Linked DNA regions of Sus scrofa: all the other regions are linked to region 2. Evidence: chromatin contacts called from public targeted proximity ligation data. All regions are on one chromosome and are shown on one strand. The core of a region is the stretch at or near the end of the contact, and the rest is flanking DNA. Distances in the headings are between cores, read along the strand shown.

The links.
Region 1: a targeted proximity ligation map of skeletal muscle shows a contact between it and region 2. A contact is called at or near these places in 1 of 47 Hi-C or Micro-C datasets (skeletal muscle) and 1 of 2 datasets of targeted methods (skeletal muscle).
Region 3: a targeted proximity ligation map of skeletal muscle shows a contact between it and region 2, with 4 times the contacts expected there. A contact is called at or near these places in 1 of 47 Hi-C or Micro-C datasets (embryonic fibroblasts) and 1 of 2 datasets of targeted methods (skeletal muscle).

Annotation. Positions count from the first base shown.
Region 1 is chr4:80,435,571-80,440,010 of Sscrofa11.1, reverse strand. The region is part of intron 3 of PRRX1 (paired mesoderm homeobox protein 1); the gene reads left to right. The region is part of intron 2 of LOC106510093 (a long non-coding RNA gene); the gene reads right to left. Among named protein-coding and RNA genes, the nearest start is that of PRRX1, 65 kb to the left of the region's middle.
Region 2 is chr4:80,829,194-80,834,027 of Sscrofa11.1, reverse strand. No RefSeq gene overlaps it. Among named protein-coding and RNA genes, the nearest start is that of METTL11B, 46 kb to the left of the region's middle.
Region 3 is chr4:80,520,033-80,524,992 of Sscrofa11.1, reverse strand. No RefSeq gene overlaps it. Among named protein-coding and RNA genes, the nearest start is that of PRRX1, 20 kb to the right of the region's middle.

The DNA of each region.
Region 1 (4,440 bases), core at 986-3,485, 390 kb after region 2:
AAGGGTGGAAAGAGAGGTTTTAAACTAATTAAAGGAGATCATCTCCCAGCTGATGCTAAACTTCTGATGTGAAATGAAACATTTGTGAAAGGCAAATACTTTTCAAAAGTTGGTTGCTCTAATCAAAGTGAAAAACCTCACCTAAATATTCTTCCTATTCCAAATCAATTCCTTGAAAGAAACACCATAAATACATTTGGAAATTTCTTTTAAATTCCCGATTGTGAAATTAGTGTGAATTACTTTGGTCTTAGTACATGGAGACTCTGTACAAAAGAAATTGGACATTTCTATAGCTCTCAGACATAGTATGCCTTGCTGATTTCAAGATTAGTTATGTCTGTGTGTCCTATTTAAAATATAGACTCCTCTTATAGGATTTATTAAAAACACATTTTGAAGACCATAGTGAAATAACATATTCTTTAATATTTTAAGTAAGTGGATGACTGCTTTGTTTCTCTGATAAATATTGATAGTTCATAGACTCATTAAATGGCTTCAGAAATGGATGTGGTTCAGAGCTTGATTGATGTTTCAAGGTCTCTGGTTTGAATTTGGTCACAACCAGGAAGTTTAGCTCCTTTTTCTTCCTGGGTCCTAGTGAGGAACTTTTTATACCAGTTCCAATAAGGCAGATGACTATCATGTGGTCCTAACTAGTGAGAGGATGAGGGCAGTACACTGCATGAATGGGGATGAATACTCCCTTAATTACATTGGGCTACATTATCTGGACCTCAGTGGAAATTCAAATCCCAGTGCCTGCCTCAATATATACTTTGTACATGGGAATCTAACTGAAATTATTAACATGGAATTTATGTGTGCTTTGGGGGGGGAGTGTTCTATTTTAATTTGGAAGATTATGTAGAAAAACTAGATACACTTTTTAAAAACACTCATAATTGCGCCACCTTGAGATAGTTCGTTTATTTTTACAATTAGAATTCAGTATTTTATATAGTATAGATTTAGTGTAAATACTATTTTTTATTCTGCTCCTTTCACTTAAAATCATATAACCTAGTACTTCTTACTCAGTTCATGGTATACTTTTATATCATTTCTCTCTTAGGCAGAGTTTGTAAAAAATAATTCAACATTTCATAGAATCTGATTGTTCATGTTCTGTATGAAGAATAAATTAATCTCCAGATTTAAGTAGAAAAAATGATGGTTTAAGCAGTAATTTAATCAATAATAATGGTTTTTTTTTTGACCCAATGTTGACTGAAGTGTTTATATTTTGATCAATTTCTGAAAGTGGCAAAAGCTATTTTGTTACTTGGAGATTTTTCTGCTATGTTTAGAACCAAAATACATTATGATTTCACATTTTGAAGCTTGGTAGGAAATATAAGTCTTGTTAAGAAAATATAAAAGAAAAACAAGTGATGAAAAGCAAAAGAAACGATACACTTTTTGTGTTATGGAACATGAACTTGCTATTTCTGTTGATACTCTTATGTCAAAGTAGTTATCTCACATGTGACGTTCATTAAAAGGCATTTCTCTTGGTTAATCCTTGGATGCTCCCGTGTGGCAGCTCTGTCCTTGATCTGGTTCCAAAGAAGAGACTGAACACTTGCCCAAGTTTAAGCCTTCAGCAAGCAGAATTAGAGCCAGTGCTCATGATTCCTCTTTCTGTCCAACATATTTGCCACATAACCATATTTTCATTCAAATTAAACCTTATATGATATCAAAAATAGTAAAAAGTATAAGATTGGAGAACTACATAAACATGCCTGTTTGATTCAGGGCTTTGTCTCAGATCTGTGAGGCCTGCCTGCAGCTGAGGTCCACGTTGTGGGGTGTGCAGGCACCCCCTGGAATAAATGATGTGCCTTGGTCATGCAACTCGGGGACAGTGAGCAGACAGTTTTGCCAGAGGGTCAGTTTGCTGACTTCCACAGCTCTCCCCTGGAAGAAGAGAGGAGGAAACCAAGACTCAAAGCAATAGCGTGCATATGGTCAGAATTATGGGATGGGAAACAGCCAAAACATTTTTTTTTTTCTGGGTGTCTTTTATATCCAGAGTGGAGGCTGTATAATTTATCATTCAAACTGGGACACTTTTGAGAGTGAAAGGGGAGTACTATTAATAATGACACTAGGACAACAGGCATAAACTGGGATTGTCCCTGGCAAACAGAGATGTATGGGTCACTCTATTTATAGCACGTCCTGACCTCTTTCATTCCCTTGAGCATGTTAGAGGTGATGATGTCAGGCAGGCAACTGAGTCACTGGGAGGAGCAAAGTATTCTCTAACAGGCCACTACTGTCCTGGCAGGTGTCTTCTTTATCTACCCGTAGCCAGTTGAAAAAAGCTTGTCTTTGGCCCATATGCTCACTGCTTAGCTTAGAACTGTTTCCTTAAGCAAATGAAAGCACACAGAAGCACCAAAGTTATTAAGACTCATTATCTTGTAGTGCTTTGCCTCTTGGGTAGCAGGGATTAACCAAGTCCTAGACTTTTGACTGCTGTTTTAGATGAAGTAGTCAAGAATCTTTTCTGCAGAAACATCCTTTCCTGTGAAAGGTAGAGAATGGCCTGGCTCTGCAGTATTGGTCTGGAGTGCCCTTTCCAGAGGGAGGGCTGGGCTTCAAAGACAACTAATGACAAGTGAAAGAGAGGCCAGCCATCCTTATCCACAATTTTCCTCCCCCCAACCTTCTCCTTCTCCACCTCCCCTCATTTGATCGTGGTCACAGTGCTGCCTGACATCTGCTGAACGCATTTGGCTCATTTCTCCCTTTCACACTTTCAAAAATAGATCCTCGTCCCTCCCAAGATGTTGTTTACACGAGGGGCTTCATAACGGATTCTAACGGAAGACACTGAAAAGGTAACTTGTCAGAGGGGAAAGAGGGTGGCTGCTGGGGGCAGGGTTTAAGTGGGAATTAACTCTGTTGAAGAAAGTGGGGTTTTACAGTCCTAGGAATGAAAGCAGTGAGGTCCTCAAGTGGGGAATCCTATTGGAAACCAGAGCTGTAAGAAAATATGTCCTTAGAGTTAAAGTAGTCTGATGGCCTAGAGCAGGGCTCGTCACAGATTACTGGGCAAGTGAATCATCTGGAATCGTGTTACGGTGCAGACTCAGATTCAGTGAGTCTGTGGCAGGACCTGGGATTTGTGCCTCTAACGTGCTGCCATGTGAGGGCCATGCTGTTGACACTTGGTCCATACTTTGAAGAGTGTGGTTTTAGATGACTGTAGGATGTGGGACAGAGGTCAGAAGAACTGTGTTCTTGTCCTGGCTGCTGCAACTCAGGCCAGTTGGGTCATCACTCTTTTATGTAGCCTTGTATCTAAAATCAAGCTAGTGATAGTTTCCCTATTATATGTCTCACGAGGTAATTTGGAACCTATGTTTAAGCAACGTGCATTTCAAAAAAGAAATACAAAAATCATGAGATGATAGAAAATAGGCAAGCCTTCAAATATAAAATATTTCTAGAAAGAAAAACTTTAAAATGGTGGAAGTAAAAAAAAAAAAATGGTGGAAGTCTCACTGAATATGCCGTGCAAACTGAACGTTTACAAATGAAATATGGTCCTATTGTCCACTTTAAGAGCTAAATACACTTCAAAAACTCAGCTCCCGAGTTTGAAAAACAGACGTTGGAAATGATTATTTAAATCACCAAAGAGCACTTCCAAAAGGATTTTGTGGGTCTCTCTTTAAAAGTAAATTTCCCTAGGAAAACTCACATTGAATTTTTTTAGATGAAGGAGGTGTACTTCTGTCGTTCTTCCTCCGACAAAAGAACAAACCAAAGATATGGTCTCCAAATTCTACATATATAGAGAGAGTCATGAAAACCTCAAGCTCGATAGCCTTTTAAAAAATCCCGAGCTGGGAAAGCCCTAGAATCTCAGGAAGACACACAGACTTCTTGGGCTGACAGATTTGTCTTTGGGATGAAATTTTTCATAGCTTGTCATCATTTGTCCAAATGCGCCAAATGGAAAACAAAAGTTGGAGCTGAAAACTGAGTCAGGTATTATTTCCCCCCAGTTCTCCTCAATTGTTTTGTGATGTGTGGGATTTGCATTCTGGGTGACTAGAAAGCAGAGAGGGAGATGTTCTTAAGTTTCCTGGCTTTAAAACCACAGCATGTATCTATAGTATTTCCCATACTTCGTTGGTGTTTGGCAGTCATCTTAAACACATATTCCTCACAACAACCTCTCAAGGTAGGTTGAAATGATCAAAAATGATTTGTCCCCAGTGAAAACAGAACGCCAACCCTGGTAGTTAGCATTTGCTGCCTATGGCTGAGCTCGAACTGTTAGGAATCTCCAAATAAGGAGAAGGAAGAATTTCAAGCTTACTTCAATGTGTCAGCTCTACAAAAAAAGTCCTAGAGCATATTTGCATTAGTCCTAGAGTATGCTTTGCATACAAGCATTTCTTTTTCATCTCTAAT
Region 2 (4,834 bases), core at 773-3,272:
AGGCCACTTTAGTGGCTGCTTTAAACCATGCTGGGTCACAGTCACACTGACCTGATAATGCAGCAAACTCAGTTGGAGAAAGACTCTTTTCCTGGGCTACGCTTGGTCCCATGTGCACTGACAGACTTCAGAAAGAACTGAGAATCTGGCTAAGAAACTGAGGGGGTGAAATGGTTTTGTAGCAAGAGTTGCAATGCTGATGTCTTATACCAGGATCTGATGATGATAGACATAGCCAAACCTCAGAGAGGTCTCTAATGCCAACAAGAGTTGGGGTGAGCCAGAGTCAGCCCAGGATCACCTCTGAGCCTTGCCAAGCCCAGGCTAAAACTGACTAGATGGCAAGACCACAGATCTCAGTCAGCTGTTGAATGCCAGCAGAGCAGGTGGCAGTCATGTTGACTTGAATGATATTTCAGAGGAAGAAGGAAGGGGTATTGCTTCTGAAGACCCTGCTCTTCCTTTATGGACCCTGAGGTCCCACAAGTCATCCTCCCCTTCCTCATTAATTCATACATCATTGTCTGTACTCAGGGCGAAGGAGGCTGTCAAAGATAATGAGAATTTGCACGAAAAAGGTGTTAACTTCTAAAATAGATGGTTTAAATGATTGATCAAACTAAATTTTATATTTGACTGAATTCTTAGTGTATTTTTCTCACTTACCTTTTGAAGAAACCCAGACTGTTTCTCATAAAATACTAACCCCTATATTTCTCTGCTTTCCTCATTTGCAGTGTATGAGTATGCAGCATGTGAGTTAAATTCTACCACATAATGGCTGACTGTAGCTGTAATATTTACCTTTTCTGGGATATTAGTATTTTAATGGGTGATTCTAAGAGGTCCACTTTTATAAATTGAAGGACTTAACTTTAATGTTTAGAACAGGATTTGGCGAACAGCCTGAAGACCAAATCCAGCCCAGTTTGTTTTTGTAAATAAAGTTTTATTGGAACACTGCCACACTCATTGTTTTTTACATAATGTCTGTGGCTGCTTTTTCATTATGACAGCAGAATCGAGTAGTTGCAACAGAGTCTGTATGGTCTGCAAAGCCAAAAATATTATTATCCAGCTTTTTAATGAAAAAATTTGCTGACTCCTGGTATAGAAGAATATGGTTTTACTGAGCTTCTTTTCCCATTCCCTTTTTATTCAGATGAGGTTGCCGAGATCCTAAGAGGTTAGCAACACGTCAAGGTCACAACAGAAGTAAGGAGGGGGTCAAGATATAAACCATGGAATTTTATATGTGGTGAAAGACTAGTGGCGAAATCTTTACAGATTTGGGTTCCTTTGAAGAGCTTTGTATTAACTAATATTCCTGAGATTGCCTGATTATTGTAAACTCAACTTATTAATAAACTCTAGAATAAAATAAAAAATAATAAATGAGGAGTTAATTGTCCTGGCTAGGATCCATGAGGATGTGGGTTCCATTCCTGCATTTCTGTGGCTGTGGTGTAGGCTGGTGGCTGCAGCTCCTACTGGATCCCTAGCCTGGGAATCTCCATATGGCTGCAAGTGTGGCCCTAAAAGCAAAAAGCAAAAAAAAAAAAAAAAAAAAAAATTCCCTTTGAGCTGGTGAAATCACCAGGCTTTTATAACAATGGAAAGACTCAGTTCAGTCAATGTGTCCCTGACATACCTAGGGCCTGCATTATGGGACATTCATTATCTATTAGATAAATAAGTCCCAAAGGAGGGTCCAGTGTGTCATGTTGCACAGTTTAGGGATTTGGAAGATAACCTTAAATATTGGTTGCTGGAATCTCAAATGAAATTCCAACTGGGAGGGTGTCTCTAACCCTGATCTGTTCTAAGAGTCTGTCAGAGAGACAAGGGCCATGTAAGTTAGTGCTGCTTCCCAGTCCCTTAAAGAAACTGAGCCACTAAGGAACAGAATACAGAATGGTTGTTAAGTTGCTGCCTCTGTCTCTCCTTCCTCGGAAGAGTCCTCTCCACCTGCTCTCTCATTTCATCTCCTAACCTCATGTTACTTTTCACCTCTTGCTCTTAAGAGCTGGCCCTGCCACCCCATTGAAATAGGAAGGGTTTTTCAGGCCTTACCTCATTTGACCCTTCTGAGACATCTGACATCTTTGTCCACACCCTTTTTAATAATGCTTTCTCCTCCCTTGGCTTATGCCCTGCTCATGTAATTCTCCTGACTTGTTACTTCTCCCCAGGCTCATTCTTCAGCTGTCCCCACCTCAAATAAGGACCCTTGGGTTCCTAATCACTATATTTTTTTTTCTTGGTATTTTAAAATTATAGTTGATTTACAATGTTGTGTCATTTTCTTTTCTACAGCAAAGTGACCCAGTCATACATACATATACATTCTTTTTCTTATATTATCTTTCATCATGTTCTATCCCAAGAGACTGGATATAGTTCCCTGTGCTGTACAGTAAGTTAAATCTGCATATAACCTTGGATATATATGTCCTTGTATATAGTCACCTGGAAAATCTCATGTATGGTCAACTGCTAGCTACCTGGACTTGTCTCCCATATCTGCTTTTAGCCCACATCTCCCTTCTAAACTAGAATTCATATCTATTTGTACATGGAACATTTCCACTGGATTTCCCTAAGTTTGAGTTTCCCAAACTTAGAAAGTCCAAAGATGAAAACACAATCTTTTCCCTAAACTTGATAGCTTCCTTGATATTTTAAACTTATCACCCGTGTACTCAAAACCCTTCATTGACTTCCAAGAGCTACAGGGAATAAAGTTCCTAAATTCCAAAATCCCTCCATGAACTGGCTCCTGCCAGCCTCCTCTCTTACTTAAACTTTACTCTCTCTACTCCTGCTATTTCTTGCTTTCTCCTTCCTGTGTTATTTTTCTGTTCCTCGAATCCCTTTGTCGTTAAGTGAGCACCTACTCAGCTTTCAAAATTCAGAAGGTACTGCCTTCTTTACCATCATCCAATAAGACACTGGACTCTAAAAAAGGAAGGCCCCAGGCCTTACTTCCTTATCTCTGCACTTCTGTGGGTCCTGAAATTCATCATCCTGAATGGTTGAGTAGCCATGAAAAAGGTCCTTTGTGGTGACGACTTACTCCTTGCTGGGCAAGACTTTAACTGGCTGCAGTTTGTTGCAGAATTTTCCAGTTTCCCCACCCATCTGGGATTATCTTACTAGACTCACTTTAATAGCTCTGGGGCCAAGTGAGTGGTAATTCTTGGAGAAATTTAATTACAGTACTGTTAGTCAAAATTCTTCTAGAGAAAACAATGCAATAACTGTAATTAGGATAATTTCATAGAGGCAGAGTATACCACTTTATTCAGCATTTAGGACTTTATAAAGAGGCAGCACAATGGGATTAAAGAGCGTGGAGTCTGAAGTCAAGGTGCCTGAGTTTGAAGTCTGGTTTAGTTATTTACTAACTTTGTGACTCTGGGCTAGTTTCTTAGCCTCTCAGTGCTTCAATCTGTTTACATGTAAAAAGGAGATGGTAATAAGAGTATTATCCTCCAGATAGGATGGTGATGAGGTGTATACTTTTATATGTATCTATATATGTGCGTGTATATTTACATATGTTACTTAGAATGGTTGCTTGGTATTTAATGTGTTGCCTATTACTATTTTTAGCTTGTTAGATGACTAAGGGAAAAACCAAGGTTGAGTAGCCATGAAAAAGGTCACTTTCAACTAGAGGGTTGAGCAACCCTCTCTTTTACAGCAGTAAAACAACCACTAAACTCTCAACTCTCTAATTAAACTGTACACTGAATAACAAGCTTATATATCTTGTGTTTTTAGCCTATTATACTAGGCAAATAACTTTCACTTACTCTTATATTAGGTAGCAATAAAACAAGAGAAGAATGAACAGGCTTTTGAACATGCAATTCTTTATTTTATGTGCAAATACTTTAATGAATGCCTCCGTAAATAGTTAGAGCAAGCAATTATATAAACTTCAAGCACCAGGGAGCCCTGTTAATATGAACCACTGTGCACTGCAGTGTATGTGATCTCTACGGCATTCGATTTTTACAACAGTCAAATCCCAAGAGGTAGGATCTTCAGGTACTACAGTCCCCATTTTATGTATAAGAAAACAATCAAAAAGTATCATGGGTCCTATGTCTTCTGATTCTCTGTCATAATGCACATTCTGGGATTATCTTTTTCCTTATTTTTAAACTCTATTTTGTATGCGTGGTATGAAAAAAAAAGTCAGGCTGTACTTAACAAACTCATACCCTAGAAAATCTGTATAAAGGCTCTAAAACCATCTTTGATAACTTTTTTTAAATTTGAGGAGTTCCCTATGATGATTCTACTTATAGCTTCCTTGTTATTGATGCTGATCAGGTAACCTACTGGTGCAAGAAATAAGGAGAATCAGAGAGATGATGAAAAGTAAAAAATAGTTTAACAAAGAAAATAGACAGTATACATTTGCCTGTTGTTCTGTTGCATTGCTGCATCCATCTGTTTCTCTCCATTCCTAGCCACCAACTACTCTGTTCCACACTTGCCTGGATTGCTGTAATATCCTCCTAACTGATTTCCACGCAATCTCTCAATACCCTCCTAACCTATTCTCCAACTTGTTGCCAGAGTCATCTTTTTAAAAATACAAATCTGATCATGTCACTCCATCCCGCTTAAATCTCTTTATTGAATTTTTCTTGATCTTGAGATAAATAAAAAATTCTTTATTGAGGCTCGTAAGAAGACCCTGTGTCATCTGGCTCCAACTGCTATGGTAGAACTTGCAAGTTGTTAATAGCACCCATTTCTCTTCTGTGACATAAACAGTTTACATATCCCAGACTCCCTGACTGTTTGAAGGTGACTA
Region 3 (4,960 bases), core at 98-2,597, 310 kb after region 2:
AGATGCCATGGAACTAAAAGTCTACTATGAGTGTTCCTTCCTTATGGCCTCTTAAAAAACTGTTTCTATTGAATACAGGAAAGGTTTATACATGAAATAAATTCACATTTAGGCATTTTGTGACTAATTGCAAATGTCTTCCTAGGAGAAGAGAGAAAAGGCAGTCAACACATTTTTGGTGGGCAGAAGGCAGTAGGGCTGAAAATAAGAAGTCCAGAAATGAGAGAATACTGCCAATTTATCTTCTGCTTAGGTCAGATCCTAGACATAACATTTGGTTAAAAAGGAAAAAAATAAGATTCTGGTGTGTCTTTCTTGGGTAATCTAGAAGCTTGTAATGGGTCTGAAATTTATAATCATGTTCTTGATGTGAAGGAAGTCTGCCTGAAAATAATCATACATTTTTATTCTAGTCTAGTGATCTAGGTAGATTTTTATGATTTAAAGGTCAAGAACTGGCATCAAGTTCTTTTCTGAATTACTTGTTTTTATAAATTTCATAAACCTATACATGATAAGTACACTTTGAAAACTTAGGAGATTTCTTCCCTCTATTTTTGTGAATTTGACCTTTGGATATCATTTAGTTTGAACCCCAAATTGTGGTCTAGGTAGCAAATTGTGCAAAACCATAGGGGGAAAAACTTAGTGAATTATTTTGTCTCATTGACTTCCCTGATTGGCTGAATTCCATAATGTAATTATAGAATAATGTAATTAAATATAGAATGTACCACAGAATGTAAGGGTTAAAAGACCAGAGTCAAATTCAAAGCACTACCTATAGCTGGCAACACGCAAAGTTCCATTTTGAAACAACCTTTTTTTTCAAAGCCTTTAAAACATTATTCTTCTCTTCAGGACGCTCTGCCCAGCCCTGTCACAATGAGACGAAACTATGGAGTTGGCAGCCATCTTGTGCAGTGAAAGACAAAGTGTCTGGCTCTGAGCCAAGGAAAGCCAAAGTGATCAATATTATATTCTGAAAGCACCAATGGACCCTTTGTCCCAGGACTAACACTTCTGGGAGATGTGCCAGAAGATTCACGTGTGCACATATGTGCACACACAGTAACATGATGATTCAGGAAATCCAGTCATATGGGAAGATCAAAAGCACGGCAGGATATTCCTGTGACTCTGGCATTGGTCAGCAATACTTCAATGTCCACATCCAAATATGAAGGCAGCTGAAAGAGTCTACAGATGGAAGATAAACAGAAACTTGAAAAAAAAAATGTACTAAGGCAGATTATTTTGCTCCCGCTGTCCCACCACCTAACATAAGCAGCCCTGGTGCATTGTCAATCACTCCCTCGCACCACTTTGAAGTATGACTCTGTCCCTGAATCCTACAGGGTGAATGCCAGCCTGGCCTGATCTCACCTCTTTAAGCCTCTGCCCTTCAGTGCACCCACAAGTGTTTGGAACATATATTGGGGATAGAAGGGAATATGATCCCAGCCCCAATTCCAGACAGCTACTAGAACATGCCATGTGTCTGGCACTGAAAAAGATCACATTGCCAATTTACAGCTAACTCAATGACCTCAGTTTTGGGGAGAAAGAAAAAAAAGTCTGTATAGCTGATAAGAGAACAATGAAAACATACCCCCCCACACACACATATCATTTAGCTCAAAACCAAGGCCATATTTGGGATCATAAATATATATATATACACATATATATGATACATATATAGTGGATACCATTTTATATATAGTGGATACTCTTTTGTGTGTGTGTGTGTGTGTGTGGATGTGAATACTATATATATATATATAGTGGATACCATTAACAGAAGGGCTTAATGAGGCACTCTTGCTACTGTTGTCCTTACAATAAAATTTAAGAACACATTGTGCCAAGGAGGACATTGCTATTCAATTTAGATCATTTTCATACATTTAATATCTGCCTCTCTCATCACGTTTGCAATTTTTACAGTCTTTGTTATGAATAGCTTCTCATTACATTTCTATGAGGGAGATCATCATAATTACAAACTTATGTTATGGGAGAGCAGAAAGAAGTGACTTGGCAAAGGTCATGTGGCAATGCAATGTCCTAGGCAGGAAGGGAATTGATATATCTGGAAACCATTGTGAGTTATGCATTCCATTGTGCCTGGCAGAAAGCATGCTGGGGTTGCCCCAGCCAAAGCCTTGAGCTTATTCAGAAACATGAGTGCTTGATATGGGTGTGATGTCACCAAGAAGAAGAAGTCAAACTTTACTGGTGATAAATTGAGCACAATCTTATAGGAAACAATTTCCAAAATTGCTGTTACTATTGGGAATGTTGGGAATAAGTTAGGAAAAAGATGAACTGCCCTTTAATACTGGGGTATTTGATTTGGCATTTAAACTGCTACAAAATCTGCTCTTAGCTAACAGCTTGTCCTTTGCAAAAGCATTATATTAATTCATCTAAGGATGGTATCTCTTTCATGAGATGCTCCAGGGGGATGCTGCCTTGTGTTCTTGTACAGTCTTTTTATGGTCCACCTGGCAAAGGGATGAACCAACATTTCTATCCTAGGATGCTGCTTCACAGTAGAAACTAGGTGCTTAAATAATTTTGGAAATGAAATACCATGAAGTTCATAATCCAGAACAATGAACAAGCATTTTTTTCAAATTTTACCCAGCCTGAGAGCTATTCATTTCCCACCAGAATTTAAAAAAAAAAAAAAAAACCCTATCCCCCACCACAGCATAGAAGAGAGTAAGATTGAGAACTCAAACGAGAAACGAGTGTTAGAAACAGTATTTTCAGAAAGTACCTGTTGCTGGGTAAGTTGTGTTGTTTTGGGTTTTTTTTAAACATACTTATTGTGTACACTTTGAAATAAAGCAGAGAAATGGAGAATTTTCTGTCATTAATATCGAAATTTTTATGTATAGAAGTAAACATTTAAATCATAAGGTAAAAGACAAAAACTTCACTGGGTTCAGAAAGCATCTACTAAAGGAGAATACTGTAATTTTATTTTGTTATTTATTTATATGTCATCGATTATAGTGAGACTGATTTCCTTTTCTGTGATGTTCATATTCATAGCTTTTGCCCATTTTCCCATTTTCCCATTGGGTTCTTTGATTTTTTAAAATTAATTTGTAAGAGTTCTTAATATACCATATGTACTAATTCTTTGACAGTAATATGCCTTGCAAATAACTTCTCTCTCTTATGCCTCTTTCTTCAGTTATTTATGTATTGCTGTGTTTAATGTCATGCCCCATCTCTATTCTTTGAGACAGCTCCACACACAACACACAGTTAATGACCTAAAGGAAATTTTATAGCAACTTCACTTTGCTTTCTTATCAATCCCATTAGTGTTCAAAATTCCAGATACAACTTGCTTCTGATGGTTGGCTCCATTTCCTTTCATTGGCCCCAAATCTGATCTCTTATATGACTTTTGAATAAAGATGATTTGATATTCCATGATCCCTGAAAATATTGCTGAACTCTTAATTTTAGTCACCTCATCTTTTAGATCTTGATGCAGATCTTCCAGATTTATTTAACTCGTGTATCATGTTCTCATGATTATAGATCTTTTGGTCTAGCATTAAATTTCCCAGCAGATGCTAAATCTTTATCAACACAATTTGTTTTCTTTAGGCTTAAATCATCTCGTGCATTTTCAGAATCAGTGGAATACTTTTGTTTCTTTATTATCTGTTTCATGTGCTTTACCCTACTATCACTATGTAAGTTTCATGAGATCAAGGATTTGATCTTTTCACCATAGTAGTCTCAATATTTTTGGAATTAATGAATGAATCCAGGTGTTCTTTACACGACCTCTTAAATTTGTAAAGCTAATTCTAGTGCAGTTTTCTAATCAAAGTTCTATACCATTCTCACACCATAATACACAACTAGACAATCTTATTTAATCATTTTTGTTATCATTTCACTCTCATAACACTTTTAATAAGTATGGCAGAAGTTTTTTAAAAATTTTTATTTACTTTTTGGGCTGCACCCATGACATGTGGAAGTTCCAGAGTCAGGGATCAAACCTGTGCCACAGCAACAATCCAAGCAGCTGCAGTAACAACACTGGATCCTTAACCCTCTGTACCACAAATGAACTCCAAGCAGGGCCATTTTTAAGACATTCCCACAAATTTTTTGATAACTTCTCCCGTAAAGTGGTCAGATATATGTCCCCTGCCCTTGATTTGAGTAAACATGGGATGCATGGGAACTTTGAAACTAGGTGATAGAAGGACATGAAATATCCACCTGTGGCTGGAGCACTTGCTCTTGGAGCACAGTCTTGGATCATTGAGTAAGAAGTCCAACTACCTTGGGGTCTCCATGCTGTGAGGAAACCCAAACCAGATGGTCACATGTAGTAGGAGTTCCAGTTGACAGTCTCAACTGAATCCAGCCTTTGAGTTATCCCAAAGGAATTGCCAGACATGTAAAAAGCCTTCAAATGATTCTGTCCTCTAGTCATTCAAGTCACTCTCAGTCATTTGAGTTTCTCCAGAGACACTGTGCTCTGCATGAATGTCAAAGGACACCTGGATAAGAGGGATGCCAAATTAATTCCTGAGTTTAAGAGTCTGTTATTTAGATTGGATGGATCAGATAAACAATATTTTAAGATTTCTAACCAAGCTTATGAGTATCTGCATTTATCACAAATTAAAACTCCTCCCCAATAGATCAACTATACAAAAAATATTGTTTCTATCCTTTTTGGCTATTATCGTATGTCAGGAGGTAGAGAAGAAAAATAAAGAATAGAAGACTCCAGAAGGCTTAGGTATACTTCTAAGATTTCTGATTTAAACAAATCATCCTGCAGGAGTACCATATGCATTTGACAATGCCCTCCAGCCCCAAAACACTCTAGAGCATGTATAATGTAAGCCCCATACCTCATTACAGTGATAGAAACCCATTGTTCATCAATACCAGAATTCCAAGT